Regions from separate parts of the Gossypium arboreum genome. Here region 2 is linked to region 1. The links are chromatin contacts, called in public Hi-C maps. All regions are on one chromosome and are shown on one strand. Each heading gives the region's core, a stretch centred on a gene start, on an enhancer-like site or on the middle of the called end of the contact. The rest is flanking DNA. Distances are from core to core; before and after follow the strand shown.

What was found. Hi-C and Micro-C count contacts between places; a contact is called where the count stands out from the background.
Region 2: a Hi-C map of leaf shows a contact between it and region 1, with 6 times the contacts expected there. The contact joins the promoter of LOC108453373 here to the promoter of LOC108453834 in region 1. A contact is called at or near these places in 2 of 5 Hi-C or Micro-C datasets (both in leaf).

Annotation. Positions count from the first base shown.
Region 1 is chr8:127,440,664-127,444,717 of ASM2569848v2, forward strand. LOC108453834 (pentatricopeptide repeat-containing protein At2g30780) reads right to left here and starts at 1,755. Exons shown (of 3, transcript XR_001866645.2): 1 at 907-1,755; 2 at 1-751.
Region 2 is chr8:127,672,826-127,676,879 of ASM2569848v2, forward strand. It overlaps LOC108453373 (LEC14B homolog), which reads left to right and starts at 2,145. Exons shown (of 10, transcript XM_053018004.1): 1 at 2,145-2,352; 2 at 3,083-3,455; 3 at 3,564-3,683. The coding sequence starts at 3,237.

The sequences.
Region 1 (4,054 bases), core at 505-3,004:
CAATAAACTTCTCCATATTCTCTAAATTATTCTCCTGAGCATAAAGTCTAATCAACAACACATGTAACCAAGGCCTGTATTCATCTTCTGGAATTAGCCTTAACAGTTCCTCAACCTTTTTAGTCCTATCCTTGACTGAACTCTTGCAATATGCACATATCATGGCTCTGATCAATGGGGTTTTGACATCCACCTGATGCTTTAACATTTGGTATGTCTCTTCCATTTGATCCAATTTCCCTGAGTGTGCATATCCTCGAAGCATAAGCAAGTGAGTATCAATATCAGGCTTAACTGGTCCAGCCTTCATCAAATGGAAAGTTCTTTCCATCCGATCCCACATCCAAGCAGTCACATATGCAGCAATTAAATTGTTATAGGTACTTACATTAGGGAAGAGATTTAAATGTTGAATCTCCTGAAATGCTGCCTCCATGTGATCAATCAGCATCAAACGACCAAAGACTGATATAAGAATGTTATAAGTTACAATTGAGGGACTACAATACGGTTCTTTTTTTAGATTCCGAAACACTAATTGGCATTTGTCAATGAGACCATTGAACATATAGGCACTCATTAACGCATTGTAGGTAGAAGTTGTCTTGAGCCGCTTACTATCAGCCTCGGAAAAGAGCTCAACAGCAAGATCTACATTCTCAATCCTACCAGCAATAGTGATGCCACTAGCATATTCTTCCGACGTCATGGGATAACCTTGTTCTATCTTTCTTCTCCTCCAATTAAATACCTGAAGGAACAGTCTACTATGAAAACATATATCCAACATATACCAATGTCTACCATGGAGCTTCAAACCCCCCCCCCCCTCACAACAAAAACAAAAACCCAGAAAATATTTCATCCTAAATCCAAACAAAAAAGAAGAAAATTAGAAAAACATACCTCCAATGCCAAATTAGGCCAAGAACACAGATTTTTCAATAACTCTGAAAAAGCACGGTCATCGGTTTCTTTGGTACGCGCAGGCACACCACCCTGATATTCATAACACCCAAGTAACCAATCACCTCTCCCCTCCAAAATCTGGACCACTTCCCCTGAAGAATAAACACCGTTAACCAATTCCATTCTGAGCTGAAACACTTTCTGCATCAATTCCTGTTTGGGGCGGCGTTGGGAGTCTGCCAGAGAAAGCTTTTCAATGAACAAGCTGATAACATTAACGGGGACTTTATTGGGCAGGGGAGCATGCGTGGCAGGGGCAACAGTGTCTCCATAAAATCTGAAAAGGGAGGATCTTGGAGTAGCACTCGAAAGTGAGATTAAAGATTTGGGTTTCGAAGGGTGCCTGTGGAGATTCAATAGCAGCTTCTCCGATTGGGCTGCTGCAGCGTCTGAGATTTTTAGAACGCGCTTCATTGGGATCCCAAGGGAGACATGGGGTATTTCGGCAAAAAAAAAGAAGTTAGGGCTTAAGGAGGGTTTTAGCGAAGAAGACGATTCCTGAGATTGGAAATAGCCAAATAGGTGGGGAGGTAACGATTCAGATTTGGTGGCTGATTTAAAAAGCGGGACGACAAATTGTCTCCAATCTTACATTTACCCTTAACGTTGCTATAGCTTGGATAAGCCGGACCGGGTCGGGAGACGATGCTTCTGAAACAAACCCAGCCGCCACCCGTACCGTATATCTATACTTTAACCCATAGTTGAGTTGCACTCGAATTAACCCACTATCAACTTAATTGAAATAAAAATAAAAAGGGAAAGACTTCCTTTTAACAGTCCCTAAAATTCAATCAATTTCACTGCCAAATATAAGCCCTTATTTCTTTTCGATTTAATAGTAGAATTTTATATTTATAATTTATTTTTACTTATATTTAATATAAATTTTAATATTAATTAAATATTTTATAAAATTATAAAACTCTAAATATATAAAAACAAAAAAATTAAAGAAACAAAGAAGTAAAAAAATCTAAACCTTAAATATGATTGAATTCTAAACAATAAATATTAAAATTTGATATTAAATCTTAAAAAATATTTAAAAAATAAAATTAAGAAATATTAAAATTTGTGGCTGAAATTTATTTGTGAATTCTTTTGAGTTTTGCCTTACTGTTATATAACATTTTTTCAAATAAAATACCTTACTTTTCAAAATAAATTATATTATTTTGAAAGAGATTTTTATTTCAATGTTACAAATATATTTATTACATAACTTTATTTTTACTCATATTGTGAATGTCTCATAATTTATTATATATTACATGGCTATTACTTTATGGCAAAGTTTAGTCTCTTTTTTATTCATTTTGTCATTTTAGCCCTTATTCTTTTTTTAGGGGGTAATTCTGGCCTTTTAATTTTTAAATTTAGTCAAATTGTTTGCTTTTGGATGGAAAATTGACTAAACGGTTTACAAAAATTTATCTTTAGTAGCAGTGAAGTATACGTAAAATGCCACATGAGCTACCACGTCAATATCATTAAAATTTTAACAGTTTAGTCAGATTTTCTGCCTAAAAGCAAGTAATTTAACTAAAATTTAAAGGTTGAGAGCCAAAATGACAAAAAAAATGCCAAAATGGAAAAAAAAAGAGTAAACGCTAAGGGCTAAACTTATCTTTATGCCTTACATCAATTGTTATACCCCATTCGTATCAAAGACACGTGGCTAGCAAAAAAGGCACCTGAGCAGTAAGTCTGCCACCAGAAAGCTGAGAGACCACTAAGTACTCACCCTTCTAGAGTGACCATCTTAGTAACGAGGGGCCTACTCTTCATTGGGAACATGAAGTTGTTGGTCACCAAACATCACATGGGCTCAATTTTTTTATCCTATCAAGTCAAATGAAACACAAAATCTATCATGTGACAGACATCCTGTAACAGCCCGATTTTGGGGCTAGTTGGAACAGTGGTTACGGAACCATTATTCCAAAGTCATAGAAATTATTTTAATATTATTTTATGTGTGATGGCATGATTATAAAGGTGCATGAAAAATTTGGTGAATTAATTTTAGCATTTGAGAACTTAATCGCGAAAAAGGACTAAATCACATAAAGTGCAAAAGTCCTATTTTGATAGCTAAGGGTGTCAAATAGCTAGAGAACCAAAATTGGGGGTCTTTAAAGGGTAAATAAACCCTAAAAAGAGTGCTTGGCTGGCCATAGGGACAAGAATGGTCAAAAAGTCAAATTAGGTGGGTTTTGGTAGCTTTTGACTAAAATAGAAATAAAATAAAAGAAGATATCATCCCTTTTCAACATTTCTTCTCCACCGAAAATTCAGCTTGGGTTTGAAAGTTTGAAAATTTCAGCAACTTGTAACTCTCTCAAGTAAGTGATCTTGATGGTTTTTCTTGATGATTTTTTTACTTTTAGAACCCTTGTAACATGAGCTTTCAAATAGGGGCAAAGCCAGAAAACTTTTTTAGGAGGGGCCGGATGAAATTTTAATTTTTTATAGTTTATATCTTTATAATTTGTAAAAGATTAAATCGAATTTTTATAATTTTAGGGGGGCCAAAGTGAAATTTTACCTTTATTAATTTAAAATTTTTAAAAAAATTTAAGGGCCTAAAATGTAATTTTACATTTTAGGGGGGCCGGGGCCCATGCCAGCCCCCGTGGCTACGACCCTGCTTTCAAATGAGGGGACTATTTTGAAAAATGGTTGAGAGTCTAGGGTTTTTACATGAAAGCATATGTGTTGTTAATTGAAATTTTATGGAAGAATATGAGTTATGGTTGTGTAATAAACAACTTTTGTGAAGTAGGTTCCATGAAAACCCTAACTAGGACCATTTTGCATAACTTGAAAATTAGATGATAAATGTGAGAGATAATAAAAATTTTGGGTTGCTGTAAGAGTAAAAAGGGTTTGGCTAGGCTTAAGATATTAAGAAATTCGATAAAAATCGATTTTCGGGGCTAGGGTTAAAATGATCATTTTGCAAAAGTCTAGGGGCAAAATGGTCAACTTGCCCAATTATGAATTTGTTAAGTACCTAGACCGATAAAATGTCTAAACTTGTGAATTTTTATCCTTTTAGATCAAGAACTACAAAATTCGA
Region 2 (4,054 bases), core at 895-3,394, 230 kb after region 1:
ATTTCCATGCTACACATCCATACTTGATCTATGTCATTTGATTGTGTTAATATACGTGATCATGGATGGATTTAGTTACGATATATGTAACAAAAGTCGCATTGGTTCTATGTTAACATAATTAATGGACAAGATTGTTCGGAATGCCTTTTGGATATGATAGTAAAATTTTGAACTCATAAGGTTGTATAATGACATGTAATTATAGAGTAATTAGTATATATATGTGGTCCAAGTGAGAGATCGTTGGAAAATATGGGCATCACATATATAATAAAGGTAATTACATGTTATTATTTACTATCATGATAAGTTAGCCCAAATTAAAAGTGATCTAATTTGGTTAGAATTTTATTGGGCTTTAATTATTAAATAAAGTATGTGTTAAATATGTGTAGATACTCTAATAATTGAATTCTAATCAAATTTTAATTAATGATAGGCTAATTAGGAACTAGAACTAATATGCCAAGGTTATAAATATTAGGGTTATGGTCCCCAAATTACACAACAAGATATCTTTTCTAATATCTCATTATTAAGAAAGAGAGAGCAGATATTCTCTAAATTTCTTGTGTGCTAATTTGAAAGATCAAATCCTCAAGATCCAGTAAAACTTTAAGGAATTCATGGATTCAAGTATGTTTTCGCGTATAGTTTTATTCTTGATTTATTCTTGATGATTTGACATGATAGATCCTAGTTTATTCAGGTTTTATTTTAGATTTATTTTACAAATCTAACAATATTTACTAAAATAATTATATTTGTAATAATTATTTGATTTTATGAATAAAAAAGTTATTAATTAAAAAGATAAATTAAAATAAAATAAAAAACTTGAAACGATATGAAATAAAAATTAAAAATGTGTTTAGAAAATGAGAATTGAACTTGAGTCTCAATGATGAAAGCATTATTATTTAACCATTCAACCGAAGAAGCTTAATGATGAAAGCATTATTATTTAACCATTCAACCGAAGAAGCTAACATGTTAAAAACATTCATTAAAAAAGAAGAAAAAGCTTAAAATAACATGAAATAAAAAATATAAATATAAATGGGAGAGGAATAGAACTTGAGACCTAAGAACAAAACCATCTAACATTTAAACATCTAATCAAAGATACTAATAATAAAAAAGTTAAAAATTGCTACTTAGGGCCAGTTCTTCATTGCTTTTGAAAAGTACTTTTGAAAAGTGCTGTAGAAAAGTGCTTTTGAGAAGTACTTTTGAGAAGTGTTTTAGAAAAATTTAAGTGTTTGATATTCTTTGTCAAAAAGTCTTTTGAAAAGTAAAATGTCCATTTTAGACATGATATTATAAAGTAACAAATATGTATTTAAATAATGTTCAAATTAGTTAATATTATGATATTTTAGTAAAAATATAAAAAATAATTTATTATAACTTATTGTTAATATTTTAATATATAATATTAATTTTAAATATTTCTAAGTAATTAATATTAATTATTTATTAAATTTAATTAGAATATATAAACTATATTTAAATATTTAAATATAATAATTAAATATTTGTAATTAGATATTGACACAATTATATTATTTTAAAAATATTTTTATTTTTAATTAATGCTTTTAACACATTTGTAAAAATCATATTAAATAACCAAGAAAGAAAACACAAAATAATAGCATCAAACACATTTTAAAACACAAAATAATAGCATTAAACACATTTTAAATCAAAAAGTAAGGTTAAAAAGGTAAAATAATAGCCAAAAGTGCTTTTTGGCTGAAAAAGTTAAAATTTACTGCTTTTTCATCTCTAAAAAAGCTCATCCCAAAAGTTAAAAAAGTTGCCCCAATGATATGTGTTCTTCATTATTTTTAAGAGAAAATTACTTTTTTTTTAAAAAATTCATCCCAAAAGCAATGAAGAATATACCCTTAAAAGAAAAACGCATTCAGTTAGACGTACATTCTTGTAAATTATGTAAAAATACGCTAAACTAAACACGCTTTTAAACTCTTTCTTAGAAACAACATATTTCTCTAATTAAAGTTAAAATCCGCGATTAAAAAATAAAATTGGCGTATAGGCCTTGTTTAGCCACATACGAGATGCAGATTTAACTTTTAAGAGAAATAAATACATTACAAAAGGCCATTACAAATGAACACGTGTGAAGATGTAAAGGGATTAGGTGTGCACATTGCGGCCGCTCAAATCATCAACCACCCTAACTCGTGACTCAGAATATATGTAATTTTCCCCCAATAAGAAAACAAATAAAATATAAACATTACGGGCTAACTGTTAATCTCAGTCTGACTGAATCTCAGCAAAATCCAAGGCTTCAACACTCCGTAACACAATTATTAGGTAAAGCTAAGCCTTCACACTTCACTCTTATCCACTTTGTCTTAAGTTTTCTTTTAATTTTTATTTATTTTTTTATAATCATTCCTTTTACCATGCAGCTGCCTTCTTAGTTGTTACTTGTATGTTCAAGAAATTTTGGGTTTTCCTTTGTTTGACGGTCGAATCATTGGATGCTCTTTTTGTTTTGCATGTATTCTGTTCTTTCCTGACAATTTGAATTGGTGCTCGTAATTGTGACAAATTCTAAGTCAGTATAGATGAAAGTTTGCCTTTTGTTTTGTATTTAGAATTGGTTTTTTTTTTTTTTATTAATAAACGAATTGGGTTTGGTTTAATTCCTAGCTTATGCTTATCACTCAATTCAACGTGATAGAGGACACAAAGATGTTATATTTAGTTATGATCCTAACCAGAGTCAATTAACAGTTGTCTTAATTTTGGGCTTTTTCTACTCTTTTTATTGGTATGCATGTGATTTCAACCGGGTCAGTTAACATGATTTGTCAATTACAAATCTCTTTTTGTTTTTCTACATGTTTTTTCTTTTTCTTTTCAGGTTTGAAATATTAAGAACTGAACAAAATATCCTTTGATATGAAGGTTTACTAGATATGTACATATATGTATGAGTGTTTATGCACATGTAAAAGTTTCTGTAGTGCTTTTATATTGAAAATGTTTGTTACAGCCTGTGGGTTGCCATTGTTGAAATGGGGTATGCCATGAGTAGGCTGGAGATAGAATCTGAGTTGTTTGAAGGCGGTAATGTCACCAGTGAAGCTGGTTGCAGTAACAGGTCCGACAAACCATTCTGTAAAGTAGACCACGAGATTGCCCAGCTTACAAACCTTAAATCAGTGCCTAATGAACGATTGCATCAACTCATGCCAGGAAAGAAAAAATTACCTGTTTCCCCAGTGAAAATGTTGGCAGGTCGAGAAGGTAATTATTCAAGAAGAGGAGGATTCTCATCAGCAGATCGTTGTCACATGATTAGCCGATATTTGCCGGTAAATGGTCCTTGGCTTGCGGACCAGATGACCAGCCGAGCCTATGTTTCTCAATTTTCAGCTGATGGTTCTCTATTCGTTGCTGGGTTTCAGGTAGTGTTGCTTGTCTTATATCTGATCATTGATCGGATTGACATTGAATTCATTGGACTGTAGCTAGTAATTGGCTTGATTTGATTTGATTGTGAATTTTGGTTTCAGGGAAGCGATATTAGAATATACAATGTGGATAGAGGCTGGAAAGTTCAGAAGAACATTCTTGCCAAAAGTTTGCGTTGGACTGTTACTGACACATCCCTTTCCCCTGATCAGCGCCATCTTGTGAGTTCTTACTGGATATGGTTAATTAATATTTGCATATATGAGATGATTCAGTGATATCCAATCATGTTTTTAATTTAAACAAACTTTGTGATGTGAATGGAATTTACTACTGGAATGAACCCCCTCCCCCTGGGTCTAGTTTTAACATGTGCTCAGTGTTTTCCTTCATGTCAACGTGAATTTTTTTTTATAGCAACTATATTTGACATGGCGAGACTGTCATTGCAAAATATGAAATGGATATTTTTTTATAAGATAACACTTTTCAAGCATTAAATGGATTAAAATCATCCTCCTTCGTGCAGTAAGGGGATTTAAAATCATCCCACTTCATGTCGCACTATGCTTAAATTTTTGAGGATTCTGAT